Regions from separate parts of the Mus musculus genome. Here region 1 is linked to region 2. A link is a contact called in public promoter capture Hi-C data. All regions are on one chromosome and are shown on one strand. The core of a region is the stretch at or near the end of the contact, and the rest is flanking DNA. Distances in the headings are between cores, read along the strand shown. Region 1 has its middle 9.2 kb from the start of Trim38. Region 2 holds the start of H4c12 (H4 clustered histone 12).

Region 1 (6,831 bases), core at 1,583-4,082, 2.0 Mb after region 2:
AGCTCCTGCTTTCTGACCTGCGTGAGTTCCAGTCCTGACTTCCTTGGTGATGAACAGCAATATGGAAGTGTAAGCTGAATAAACCCTTTCCTCCCCAACTTGTTTCTTGGTCATGATGTTTGTGCAGGAATAGAAACCCTGACTAAGACAGTGGTAAAATGAGGGGTTTCTGTTAAAGATTTACACTGTTAACACAGATGTCACTTTATTCCTACTAGGGTAGTATGAAGTAACGTGTTCGAAAGGGTCATGGATTGTCTGGGAGTGGGAAGACATAACTTCAGAATACTCTAGGGGCAGATACAGGAACACCTGGCAGTCCCCAGGACTTGTTTGAATTAAGGTCATCACTGAAAGGGTGGAAAGGGTTGGCTGCATAGCTTAGAGACACCCAGTCTGGTTACAAGACTAAGAGAAACGCGGCAGCAGTGAAGGACCTGGTTAGCAGACGTAAGGAAGGCAAGTCAGTGTGGCCCTGGGCAGTACAGCCTGGGGACTCTTCTTCCAGCACTCAGTGGCACCCAGACCCTTGGCATTCCCAAGAAAGGATCTCTGTACAGCAGGGTGAGGAAAAAAAAATTGAGTTTATTTTTTAAACAAAAAGACAAGGCAGGCTTGAAGAGACTGAGGTGACAGCATTGGCTGAGGAAGCTCGCCAAGTACCCTAGCAATGTCAATCAGTGTGATGGGGGAGGGGCTTGAAGCTACCTCATCCAGGACTAAGTTTAGATGGTAGGAAGGTTGTACGCGCTGGTATGCTTGAGTTTATCCAAAGACCTCTGTCCTGGAAGAGGAGACTGCGTAGGTATATTGTGCAGCTTGCAGGTTGAAAGGGAGGGCTTAGGCAAGGAAAAGCATCGGCTACTCTTTAACAATCTCTTCTAAGCTGTTCTCTCAGAGAAGCAGTACAGTTTTCTGCAGGTGGTCAAGTAAATTACGTTGAAATTCCTGGATGTCAACCAGAGAGTCTGAAAAATCACAAGGGGGCCCTTTCCTTCTCAAGATCACTTCAGTCTCCTATGCAGCTACCCTGCCTGTCTAAAGAACGTTCTGGGTCAGAGGAATGTGAAACAGCATAATAACACAGTGACAGAGACTGAGAAACTCCCAACTCCATACTGCAGTTATACACACAGAAGTGTCCAGCCCAGTGGTGGAACAAAAGAACATGGTATTGCGTTAGCCTTTGGACTCAAATGTATGGGACCTACATAGCTGAAATGCAACCAATGCCATGGAAAGGCATGGGATCAAAGTTAAAAACAGGAAGGTTGGCAGGAGAGAGCATTTGATAGATACTAATTTGCCTTTCCTTAAAAAGTCATTTGAAAATGTAGTATGAAGCGGTGGTGGTGCACACCTTTAATCCCAGCACCTGGGAGGCAGAGGCAGGCGGATTTCTGAGTTCGAGTTCGAGGCCAGCCTGGTCTAGAGAGTGAGTTCTAGGACAGCAAGGGCTATACAGAGAAACCCTGTCTCAAACAACAACAACAACAAAATGTAGTATGAACTCTGACACTTAGAAAACTTTAATATATGGTACTTTCTTTACAGAATTGGACATTGAACTTGGAGCTCACTGCTGAGCTACAGTCCCAGTTTTATTTATTTTTCTTTTGTTCACTCCAAAGACAGCAGCAGTAAAATTGTATTCGTGTCTGTATTTCATTTTGAGACAGGCTCCCCTAAATTGCTTGAGTAGTCTGTGAACTTATTATGAGCCTGCTGCCCCCAGTCTCCATAGCAACAAGAAGGCCTGCACTTCCCAGCCCAAGTTTTAAACATCTTAATACAAACAGGCACAAAGAGACTCAGCCTTGGGCATAAGGGCGACTTCTTCCTTTTATATCGCTTCACGTTGGCATATTTGGTTTAGCTATTTTATTTGCGTTTTTCTATACCTCTCTTCAGATTCTTATTCCTTCCAGCAGCACCAGGTAGGAAAAAAAGAAGGTTAGAGGGAAAGAAGCCATAGGTCTCTTTAAACTACTTCCTGCTGAATTGGGGGGGGGGGGGGTCAAGTCCAATCTTTGTCTAGTCAGGTCATCTCCAACTTCTAGTTTCTTTTCTCTCGACCATTAGCAAGAGCAGGGGCAGGAGCAGGAACCATCAGGCGGAATGACGCTGTCTTCTTCAGAGCAAGCACCCCTTCTATTCTCCAGAGCACTCGCTGGCCTCTGGCATTTATACCCTCTTCACAGTCCCCAGAATTAAACTATCTGCATCGGGCAGAATCAAACCCCTGCCAGAAAACGCACAAGTCAAAAGTCTGCAGCTGTGGATAATCTGGACAGCCCCATGTCGCACACCTGGAATTAAAACAAAAGCCTGGCTGTGCAGTGGTGACGCTCGCCTTTAATCCCAGCACTTGGGAGGCAGAGGCAGGCGGATTTCTGAGGCCAGCCTGGTCTACAGAGTGAGTTCCAGGACAGCCAGGGCTATACAGAGAAACCTTGTCTCGAAAAATCAAGAAAAATAAAAGCATGTTTACATATCATAACAAGTTTTTAAAGAAACCAAGTCTACTACACAGACATATCTAAAAGTGTAAGCGTTCATTACATTATTTGGGAGGTAAAATAGGAATTCCACTCAAGTCTTGCACAAGGAAGGTCAGTTAGGTCTACCACGCCAGAAAGAGCGGATCACATTTAGGCTCTGCCCATCCTCCACTTTCCTCAATCTTGGGAGCTCACAGGTCTTGTCTCATTCTATTGCCATCTTCACTCCCAGACATCCATTCCAACCCCGACCTTGCAGTGTAGAGAACCACAGCCTATCCGCCCAGCCTCAGGCGCTTGGCTCACAGTGACCTACCAGATGATTGGACGCTGGGTCTGAGCAGACCAATCAGAAGCGTCGGAAATCAAGCCTTGTGGCAGCGCGGGGTCCTGAGGAGTTAAGCTTACCACCCCAGGCGGTTCTCCCAGGAGGCGTCTCCGCCTGCAGTTCAGAGCACATCTCATTAATAGCCGAAATAATACCGTGAAATCTCACATGACGATTTTCCTTTTTCTTTTTCAGGACAAAATATGGCAAACTTCTTTTTTAGTTATTTACACAGTATTTAAGTTAACAGAGCAATGGGTTTCTTTACACTTGTGGATATTATACATCTTTCCTGGTTGCTGCTCACTGGTTCTTCTGCGCCCAAAGAAGACTCCTCTGCCTTCCGGTCAGCTCTCGGTGCCCTCTCATTCTCCCATATCTATTCTTACAACCTCTCCTTCCCTTTCCAGTCCCGTTTCTAGTTTAATCAACCGCCCCACCCCCACCCCAACACAAACAAACTTAAATCTAGTTTTCATATATGAGAAAACATACACTATTTGTTTCTGGGTTTGTTTTATTTTTCTTTAGGTTAGCATGATTTCTGGCTCCAAACATTTTCACAAGAAATAAACTCATGATTCTTTCCTTACAGAACCTATTGTTTTAAATATTGAGTTGACAAGTCTAAACACACACACACAGCTGTGTGTGTGAGAGAGAGAGAGCTGTGTGTGTGTGTGTGTGTGTGTGTGTGTGTGTGTGTGTGTGTGTGTGTGTTAAATTCCCTTGCAGCTCATTGGACAGCTCTGGAGTTGAAGGTTCTCTGGATAATCGGACTTGGTTCCCTACTGCTGATCCAGCTGATGGGGAAGACATTGATTCAGGGTGCCTCACAGGCCAGGGCCTGTGAGGTCTCTGCCTCCCATCTGGTACTGCCCTCTATAGGAGGTTGACCACAAAGCCTTGGAACAAAATCAGAAGAGAGACAGTGAGATGGATTTATTATGAGAAGGCAGGGGCTCAAATCTTTTCCTGATCGTTTGGGAGTGGCTTTATTTTTAGCTGGGCATGGTGGTGGGCATGCAGCTGTAATCCCAGCATTTGGGGGGTGGACGCAGAAGGATCAATGTTTAAGGTCATCCTCAACTACTTAGTTGGTGTGGGGAGGGGTGCGTAAGAGAGCGGGAGAGGATAGATGCTTTTCAATAACTTAATAATTTGATGATAAAGTTCGGTAATTTCATTAAAATCCCTAGCACTTCGTTCCTGAACTTCCTAGGAGCCCAGGGTCACAGCTCCAGCACACCACTTGAGGAAACAGGGGACAGAGAGAAGGGTTCTCTAATCCATTTTCACCCGTCTGTTCATAGTCAGAAATCATAGTCAGAGATCTAGCTCTTCCACAGAAAGGGTTAATGGTAGTGTTTCTCTTTCACGTTTTATCTTTAATAGGCTCAGAATGTACAGTGCACTAATGCAGGTGGCAGGAGTGCCTCTTAAACAGCAGGGACACTCAGAAACTAGCTAAGAACTATCAATTAGAGAGTCAAATCATCTGGAATGGACACCTTAACTTGATTTAAGAACATAAATACTAACCTTGTTTACAGTGGGTTTCTACTGTTAACATTACTAGTGCTTAAAGATCTTTTTTGTTTTCCTAGACGGGGCTCCCTATGTAGCTGTGGCTGTCCTGGAACTCACTATGTAGACCAGGCTGGCCTGGAACCAACAGAGATCTGCCTGCCTCTGCCTCTAAGAGGGAGTAAAGGTGTGTCTCATCATGGCCAGCTATTAAAGACCTTTCATGTTTGCTTTGTGCCTGTGAGAGATGTGACCCGTGTAATTGTTGTGTGTAAAATACAGTTGTTGTTCTTAGATGCATTTATGCATTTTTTCTCCTTTCTTGTTTTTGGATTTTAGTTTTCCTTTTTATCTTTCCTTTTTTATTTGTTGGCATCTTAGACATACCTGAGAGTCTTTTCTTTGTTCCTGTAGTTATTTACTGGTAAACGTTTTCTTATTACTGGTATCTTTGCACCTTGTAGATTTTTATATATTGTTTTCATCATAAAATATTTTCTAATTTTTCTTAGTGATTTTACTATTTAGGCTATTTACTATTCAGGAATATATAATTTAATTACCATGTCTGTCTGTAGACTTTCAATTCTTCTCTCTTGTTATTAATTTTCCACTCTACCGTGGCCAGGGAATATACAATGAATAACATTAATATTTTTATACCGATGGATATTTGCTCACTGGTCATCCAAATGGTCTATTCTGAGGAGTGGTTTGGGTACCCTTGATGAAAAAGGGATGGATTGTTCCATAGATAGGGCTTCTGGTTCTTAGAGTCCTGTGGTGCCTTAGATTTCATTACTGATCTTCCATCTACTTATTGAATCCATTATTGAAAGTAGAGGATTGAAGTCTCTCACTTCTACTGTCTAACTTCCCATTATTAACATCGGTCCTTTCACTTTTGTTCATGAATGTTTGGCTCTGCTGTTAGGGACATATATATGTGTATGGATATAATGGTATGCTTTCTTAATGAATTAATGTTCTTCTTATTACACAATGATAAATGATATGCATAATCTCTTGTGACCATGCTTGTCTTGTGGTTTATTTTGACTGGTTTTGACAGCTATTTCAGCTCTTTTTGGGGTGCTGTTTGTGCTATGCCTTTCCCATCCACTAATTCATCCTATTTCTCTTCCCTAGCCTGATCCATGTCACTGCTGGGCAGTATAAAATCACATTATCTTAGGTATTCAGTCATATAACCTTTAAAATACATTAGCATTTAGTATAGTTGCTGATAAAGTGAGATTTGCATCTTCCAGTTTGCTATTCATTTATACATGTAGATAAATTGCTATATTGGTAAGTATATATTGATGTGTTGATTATTTATATATAGTTATTTATTCTTGTTTTCTTTCATTACTGGTTTACTTTGTCCAATAGATATTTCTTATATATCATTTCAATTTTTAAAAGTTATTGATTTTAATGTGTTATTATTAATATGCAATGTTATTATTACGTTATTATTAACTATATATTATTATTACATGTATGGGCACATGTGCCCATGACACATGTGCGGCAGCCAGGAGACAACATTGATTCTAGCATTTTCTGCTACTCTTTGCCCTATTGAGCTGTGATCTACACGTTATTATCTTTATTAATCTTTATTGTCAACCTGACTGGCTTTAGAATCACTATGGAAACTACTAAGAGAGTGTTTCTCCGGAGTTTAACTGAGGAAGGAAGACTCATCCTGAGTTTGGGTGGCACTGTTCCTTGGGCTGGAGTCTCAAGACTGAACGAAATGAGAAAAATGAGCTTTTTCCTGCTATACACAACAGTACTTTCCCCTCAAGTGTGGACTGACTACACCTGCCTTAAACTATGAGCTGAAATAAGTCCTCTCCTGAAGTGGTTTCTGTCTGGTATTTTGTCAAGGCAATGAGAGTAGCAGCTAATACATCACCCATAACGTGCTGTACCCAGCATACATCACCTCACAGAGCACACTAGCCACACCACAGCACACAAGCATCAGGTCCACCAAAGGTTTCTGATCAAGGCTCAAAGTTTAATTTTCAGATCTGCGTTTATATAGGAAAAAACCCACAGACCCATCCTTTGTTTCTGCTGGATTAAGTTGCTTTGTTTCAGCTGGACAGTGTTGCAAAGGAAGCTCAGCTGGCGGTCTGCTCCTGCAGGAAACAGCGAGGCAGAAGACTTTACCCTATGTGGGCTAGGAAAACAATTAAGGTCTGTTTAGCCAGTTCAAGGCTGAGGGAAGGGCACACACACATCTTTTCAGGTATGTGGTTAGTGCTAGTCTGAAAGTTACTTTCACTTAACATATGCTAGAAACTGTTATAGACATTTGTGATTCATGGGTGGCTATTATTGATAAAAAGAATCATACCCATGTGGATCTGGCATAATAAAATGTCAATAAAAAGTGCCACAGATTTAAAAAAAAAAAAGGTGGGGGAGGGAAATGAGAAGGATTGAGAATAACAGAGG
Region 2 (6,251 bases), core at 835-3,334:
AAATGCCTAAGTCCAGCCATTTAATGGTGCTATTCATTCTAGAACTAGGCGCATTTAGTTGCAAAACTACCAATAAAACGTCAGAGTATTCAAGGAGTTTAGGTTGAGCCACGACAGTCCAGGCCAATTTTTCTGCTTACTGGAGTCATTGGTCCAGCTACTTTCCACTTTGTCCAAACTGGGACACTTGTCTTCATAACCAATGAAGAAGCCTGATGCAGCAGTAAGAAAAATAAGCCAGAGATGTTATATGTTGTAATTCTGGCACTCCAAAGATTAAATCAGAAAACTAAGTCAGGAATTCAAGGCCAGCTGGGGGTATCTCAAAAAGATAAAGAAAACAAAAACAAAAAACAAAACAAAAAATTAATAAATAAAATCTTGCTCCACTTCTTTTTCTTTGCAGTAGGATTTGCATTTAAATTGATTCAAATTTTGTATTATTTATTTAAGAAAAAGAGTGATGTGGACATCGATGATGTAGAAGTCAGATGAGGGAATCAGATATTCTTTAGTTGGAGTTAGTGAGTTATGAGTTGCTCATAGTGGGTACCAGGAAGTGAACTCTTATCCTAAAGAATATCAATTGCTCTTAACCTTTGAGCCACTACTCCAGCCATAATAAATTTAATAAACTATATTTGCATATAAATTTTATCCAAGTTGCTGTACACCATTGAAGTGCTTGCTTTGTGGTGCATTTGGGTGGTTATATATTGTTATGGAGAATAAGATATCCCTCAGTGGTTGAGCTGTTTTGTTGGTGCTTAATTGTGCTTTCATTTTCATGTAAAAGAGAAAGGATACTGGTTGCAGTGTCCTGTTAGGACACTGTGTTGTATTTATTAGCCTTAGGCTACTAAACATTCAGAAGCTAAATAAGAAAACTTAAGCTACAAATATAAAATTAGAAGTCATTAAGGAACAGATACTATTTAATGACCCAGTGGATGGGATCTCCAAAGGAGTGTGGAAAGAAATAGTTTGTGACTTAAAAGTTCTACAGGCAAATGATGTGTTAGAACTCACCAAATGCGGACAATGAAAAGACATTGTCAAACATTGGGGTTTCAATGTTGCCTGAAAGACCAGCAACCCACAGGAAGTTCTAATAAGTCATAGTTTGGGCAAAACCACTCAGCGACTCTGAAATCAGAGTTGCTGGGAGGGAAAAACAATCAGCTCTGAAGCATGATCTGGGAGCAATACTGGCTACTTCTGAGGCAGAGGCAGAAAGATCACAGGTTTGAGGCCAGCAATGGCAAACAGAAGGTTATGGGATGCTGGTAATGTTGTATCTACAGAATGAATTCAATCTCCAGCACTACTCCTAAAACTCAAAAGCCCCCCCCCCCCCTCTATGGCATATCTGTACTAGAGAGCTAGAGAACCAGCTGGTGTGTGTGTGTGTGTGTGTGTGTGTGATGTAATACTGTCAATTATACCGATAAGTGAGATCACAGAAAAGATCATGTCTTAAGCACAAAGCCAGGAAAATGGCATTTACTAATTGACGTGTTAAAACTCTCTGATACACCAATTAGTTCACTTTACACAAAAATGTGAAAGCTGACCATTACAAAGTAGGTCACCCATGTCAGAGACATTACTTGTATTCTTGGTCATGAGGACTTTCTAACCCTTCTGACATGAGTACAGCGCTTCAAAGAATTAAGTGGGTGGCCCTGAAAAGGGCCTTTTGTAGCAGAAATAAAAGACAAAGACTTAGCCTCCGAATCCGTAGAGGGTGCGGCCCTGGCGCTTGAGCGCGTAGACCACGTCCATGGCGGTGACGGTCTTGCGCTTGGCGTGCTCCGTGTAGGTGACGGCGTCGCGGATCACGTTCTCCAGGAACACCTTCAGCACACCGCGGGTCTCCTCGTAGATGAGGCCGGAGATGCGCTTCACTCCCCCGCGCCGGGCCAGGCGGCGGATGGCGGGCTTGGTGATGCCCTGGATGTTATCGCGCAGCACTTTGCGGTGGCGCTTGGCGCCACCTTTACCGAGCCCTTTCCCGCCCTTACCTCTGCCAGACATGACTGCACTCAGGACAGCTCAGAACAGAGATGCTGACAGGGAGCCTGAGCGCCGCCTTTTTATACTGCGGCGGGCGGACCGAAATGAGAACCTGCAGGGAAGAGGCGGGAAGTTGCGCCCGCAGCTGTGGGGGAGGGGAAGACTTACCAAAAAGAAAAAGGGCGCCTTTTGTTTCCCTGTCCGAGCTTTCTGAGGGAACTAGCTCCTCACGCCCTTTTAAGAGTTTGGAGAATCGAGCGCACAATCAGTACACTGACTGTACAAAATACAGAAAGCCAAGCGGCCCCTTAACAACCCGTAACCCCGTCCAGAGAGGACACTGCAGGCGGCTGCTAAGGCGCTTTGGTGCTCAGTACACACTTTCCAACGTGCAAACCGTGCTCTGAATTACCTTGTGTTCCTTCTCTATTGTAACCACATTTCAAATGTTTTTTGTTTTTGGTTTTTTGGGTTTTTTTAGTTCAAACTTACAAAAAGCCTCATAATACCTGTATTATTCTCTTGAGAACTTTTCATAAAAGCACCAATCGGTATTACTCATCTGCATCGCTTGGTGAATCATTTTAAGTTTAAAGTCATTTTTCACCGTTAAGTGAATTTTTCATCACTATACTTACGGTCACTTCTGATATTTCTATTGTGACCATATTAAATTTAAGCTTATCTATATTGACATTTCATCGCTCTTATTGCCAACCTCATTTCTCAAAGATTTTTTTTATTTAATTGACTTTCACTAATATTTTCAAGAAAATATCCAAGTGGGTTTGTGAAGTCTGAACAAAATATTTGAAGACAGGGGTTCATCTGTGACTACTATGCTCTGTACTAATACTCTCTGTACAGTACAAGTATAATGAAAAACACTTTTTTTTAATCTCCTGAAACTTTTCCCCCACATCTACTAAATTAGGATCTGTCAAGAAAATTGATGGAAAAACTATATTTACAAAAACTGGTTGATTGACAGGAACTACATATATGAGAGGTATGAAAACAGTGAAATTGGAGTGTCACAGGTTCTAATGCTGGTTGTCTTCTTGGTCACACTTTATGCTCTGAATGTGGTCCTCTATGTCTAACAGTTTGTGACTAATAGATAAAAACCTCATTTGTAACCTCAACATAGCAGATCAGTAGTTTCCACCAATCCAAAAGGCAAGAAAGTCATCAGATAGTATCTGGGATCTGTAGAAAAGTTTCTCCCACATTGCTGCACATCTCTCCAATATGTTTAAACCTATCTTTACTTTGTTTTATAACTTCATAAGACTCCTTCCATGTTGGAACATGAAATTTGGAGAAACCTCTAGTATACACTGTTTCTTATTCCCTTTCAGGTGAGAGGTGAGTGGATTTTTTGGTTTTGTTTTTCTATCTGTCTCTGTGTGTGTGTGTGTGTGTGTGTGTGTGTGTGTGTGTGTGTGTGTGTGTGTGTGTTTCAACTATGCAGGGATGATGACGCAAGTCAAAGTCAGAAAGGTGGGAAAGGATAAACCATGAAGAGTATTAGGGCTGTACCAGAGAGCTGTGAAGAGGCACAGTTAAGAGCCTGTCATCTCCGCTCAGTAGAGAAAACAAGGACTACACTGAAGACTGGCTTCAGTGCCTGTGAATCCTGAAAGAAAGCCAATGGCTATTTTAGGAACCCAGATAAAATGATGAGTTTGGCTTGAACCCGTATGCTGGGACTTTTCTCCAGGTGTTCTGGAGGTGCTCCCATGTCTCTGCTTTCTATGAGGAAGTCTCATGAGAAAAAGACAATTAACAATAAAAAGTGACAAAGGAAGGGTTTCTTATTCCTCTGTTTCAAATTTGTCATTTGAATACTGTGGAACTTGAAGATTTGACTATAGGACACCAAGCAGGCTGGGAGGTCCAACAGGATGTATAAGGTTTTTGATTGTTGGTGGATCCTGGCTTCCATCAAGCTCCACATGTCCAAGAATGATGTGTGTTTGGTTCAGTCCGTGTGTGTAAGTGGAGTTTGGCACAGGATATAACAGGCAGTGGGTACTCGACCTGTGAGATGACAGGGAGACTGAGACCTGCAATTCTAGCTTCTCTCTGCCGCAACCCTAAACCTGATGTTAGCTAGGAATTAAACTAGAGAACTCTTACAGGATCAGCAATCATCCTTGACCACTTGGCCACTCCTCCAGCCCCCTAAATGACTTTTTCATGGTAACTGCTGTCCATATATACTCCAAATTGTTTTCAGATAACATAACTCTAGTAATAGATTTACTACATCAATCTTCAACCTTCCTTTCTAGAGTTCCTTTTCTGCTAATTTCTTCTACTGACTCAGAATAAATAGAAATATACTGAATTGTATATCTTCGGCATTTCTTCGGCAAGTCTGTTGGCAGCAGAGGGTTTTTTTGTTTGTTTGTTTTTAACATTTTCTTTAACCTCAGCCTCCTTAAAAGTTTGTGCAACCACGGTAACCTTTATCTTGCATGTAAGTTATAAGGTGTTTACAAAAAAAAAAAATCTTCTGCAATGTAACAGAAAAGGTTGAAAGGGGGTATAAAGCTGAACAGATTCCCAAATTTTATAAAAACGACAGACGTCATCCTGTAAATGCTGAGGGAACTAAGTAGTCCCTAAGCTGTAACTTGCTCTTCCTCCTAGAATGCACTACAGGAAGATACAAGCAAACTTCGTGGCCTGAAACATTAAAACGTAGTAATAGCTACTAGTATTTATAGGTCAGTAAATTAAATTTCACACTGGCTTGTATAAATAGGTTGGATGCAACAATTCTAAAGGCATTAATAAAACTAGGGTTAGGTTCACATTATCTCAGTGTTGCACTCATTAGCCCAATAATGATCCAAAGTAGCACAACTCCTCCAAGTGTTTTTGTAGGTGGCTCTGAAAAGAGCCTTTGGTGGTTGGAAAGGGTTGCTTTCTATCAAGGGCCTCACTTCCCCTTGGCCTTGTGGTGGGTCTCGGTCTTCTTGGGCAGCAGCACGGCCTGGATGTTGGGCAGGACGCCGCCCTGCGCGATGGTCACGCGGCCCAGCAGCTTGTTGAGCTCCTCGTCGTTGCGGATGGCCAGCTGCAGGTGGCGCGGGATAATGCGCGTCTTCTTGTTGTCGCGGGCCGCGTTGCCCGCCAGCTCCAGGATCTCGGCCGTCAGGTACTCTAGCACGGCTGCCAGGTACACCGGGGCGCCGGCGCCCACGCGCTCCGAGTAGTTGCCTTTGCGGAGCAGCCGGTGCACGCGGCCCACGGGGAACTGCAGGCCGGCCCGGGAGGAGCGGGTCTTGGCCTTGGCGCGAGCCTTGCCACCCTGCTTGCCTCTTCCTGACATGGTAGAACCTAGAATATAAGCCTGCTCAGTAAGTGGTTTGAAGGCAAAGCTGACAGTATTTATAGTCAATGCAGGGCATGAAAAAGTAGGAATTTCATTGGTTACATAGAAGCATTGCACCTAGACCAATAACAGAGTTGCATTGAAAAGCCCTTGCTATGATTGGGTATTTGGTGGATGACGACTGCTAATTCGCGATAGCTATAGCCACAAGTTTGTTTAAAAGGCAGCCTGTGCAGACACACTTTACATTTCTTTTCTTTCTGTATCTTTAGGCTTTTGGTCAGTTCCTACCATGCCTGAACCCGCTAAGTCCGCTCCCGCCCCGAAGAAGGGGTCCAAGAAGGCCGTCACCAAGGCCCAGAAGAAGGACGGCAAGAAGCGCAAGCGCAGCCGCAAGGAGAGCTACTCGGTGTACGTGTACAAGGTGCTGAAGCAAGTGCACCCCGACACCGGCATCTCCTCCAAGGCCATGGGCATCATGAACTCGTTCGTGAACGACATCTTCGAGCGCATCGCGAGCGAGGCGTCCCGCCTGGCGCATTACAACAAGCGCTCGACCATCACATCCCGGGAGATCCAGACGGCCGTGCGCCTGCTGCTGCCCGGGGAGCTGGCCAAGCACGCCGTGTCGGAGGGCACCAAGGCTGTCACCAAGTACACCAGCTCCAAGTGAGTTCCTTTAACTCACACTCCTAACCCAAAGGCTCTTTTCAGAGCCACCCACACTTTCAACTAAAAAAGGCTGTTGCCCTGTATTCACTTTGGGGTTCCTCTAACTCACTCCTGAAACAAAGGCTCTTTTTAGAGCCACTCACTTTATTGGAAGGATGTGCACTTTGTGAGATAATTGCTTAGAAATCTAAAGACTTATGGAAGGTGTCAATTCCAG

The links. Promoter capture Hi-C pulls out the DNA fragments that hold promoters and counts their contacts.
Region 1: a promoter capture Hi-C map of cranial neural crest shows a contact between it and region 2. The contact joins the enhancer-like site here to the promoter of H4c12 in region 2. A contact is called at or near these places in 7 of 39 promoter capture datasets (the HPC-7 cell line, cranial neural crest, frontonasal cranial neural crest and 4 more), 6 of 484 Hi-C or Micro-C datasets (B cells, CD4 T cells, cortical neurons and 3 more), 10 of 115 datasets of contacts at active chromatin or transcription factors (craniofacial prominence, double positive thymocytes, embryonic forebrain and 6 more) and 2 of 9 other capture datasets (adipose tissue and liver).

The regions. Positions count from the first base shown.
Region 1 is chr13:23,769,944-23,776,774 of GRCm38.p6, forward strand. No RefSeq gene overlaps it. Among named protein-coding and RNA genes, the nearest start is that of Trim38, 9.2 kb to the right of the region's middle. Within about 2 kb of position 2,833, at least 81 of the 459 cell types and tissues checked have an H3K27ac peak or open chromatin away from gene starts, as enhancers often do. A contact at or near this core is called in craniofacial prominence and embryonic limb bud, where this site is marked.
Region 2 is chr13:21,748,469-21,754,719 of GRCm38.p6, forward strand. H4c12 (H4 clustered histone 12) reads right to left here and starts at 2,085. Exons shown (of 1, transcript NM_178211.2): 1 at 1,677-2,085. The coding sequence starts at 2,037. The coding sequence ends at 1,726. H2ac15 (H2A clustered histone 15) reads right to left here and starts at 5,444. Exons shown (of 1, transcript NM_178183.2): 1 at 4,909-5,444. The coding sequence starts at 5,359. The coding sequence ends at 4,967. It overlaps H2bc15 (H2B clustered histone 15), which reads left to right and starts at 5,608. Exons shown (of 1, transcript NM_178201.3): 1 at 5,608-6,085. The coding sequence starts at 5,655. The coding sequence ends at 6,035.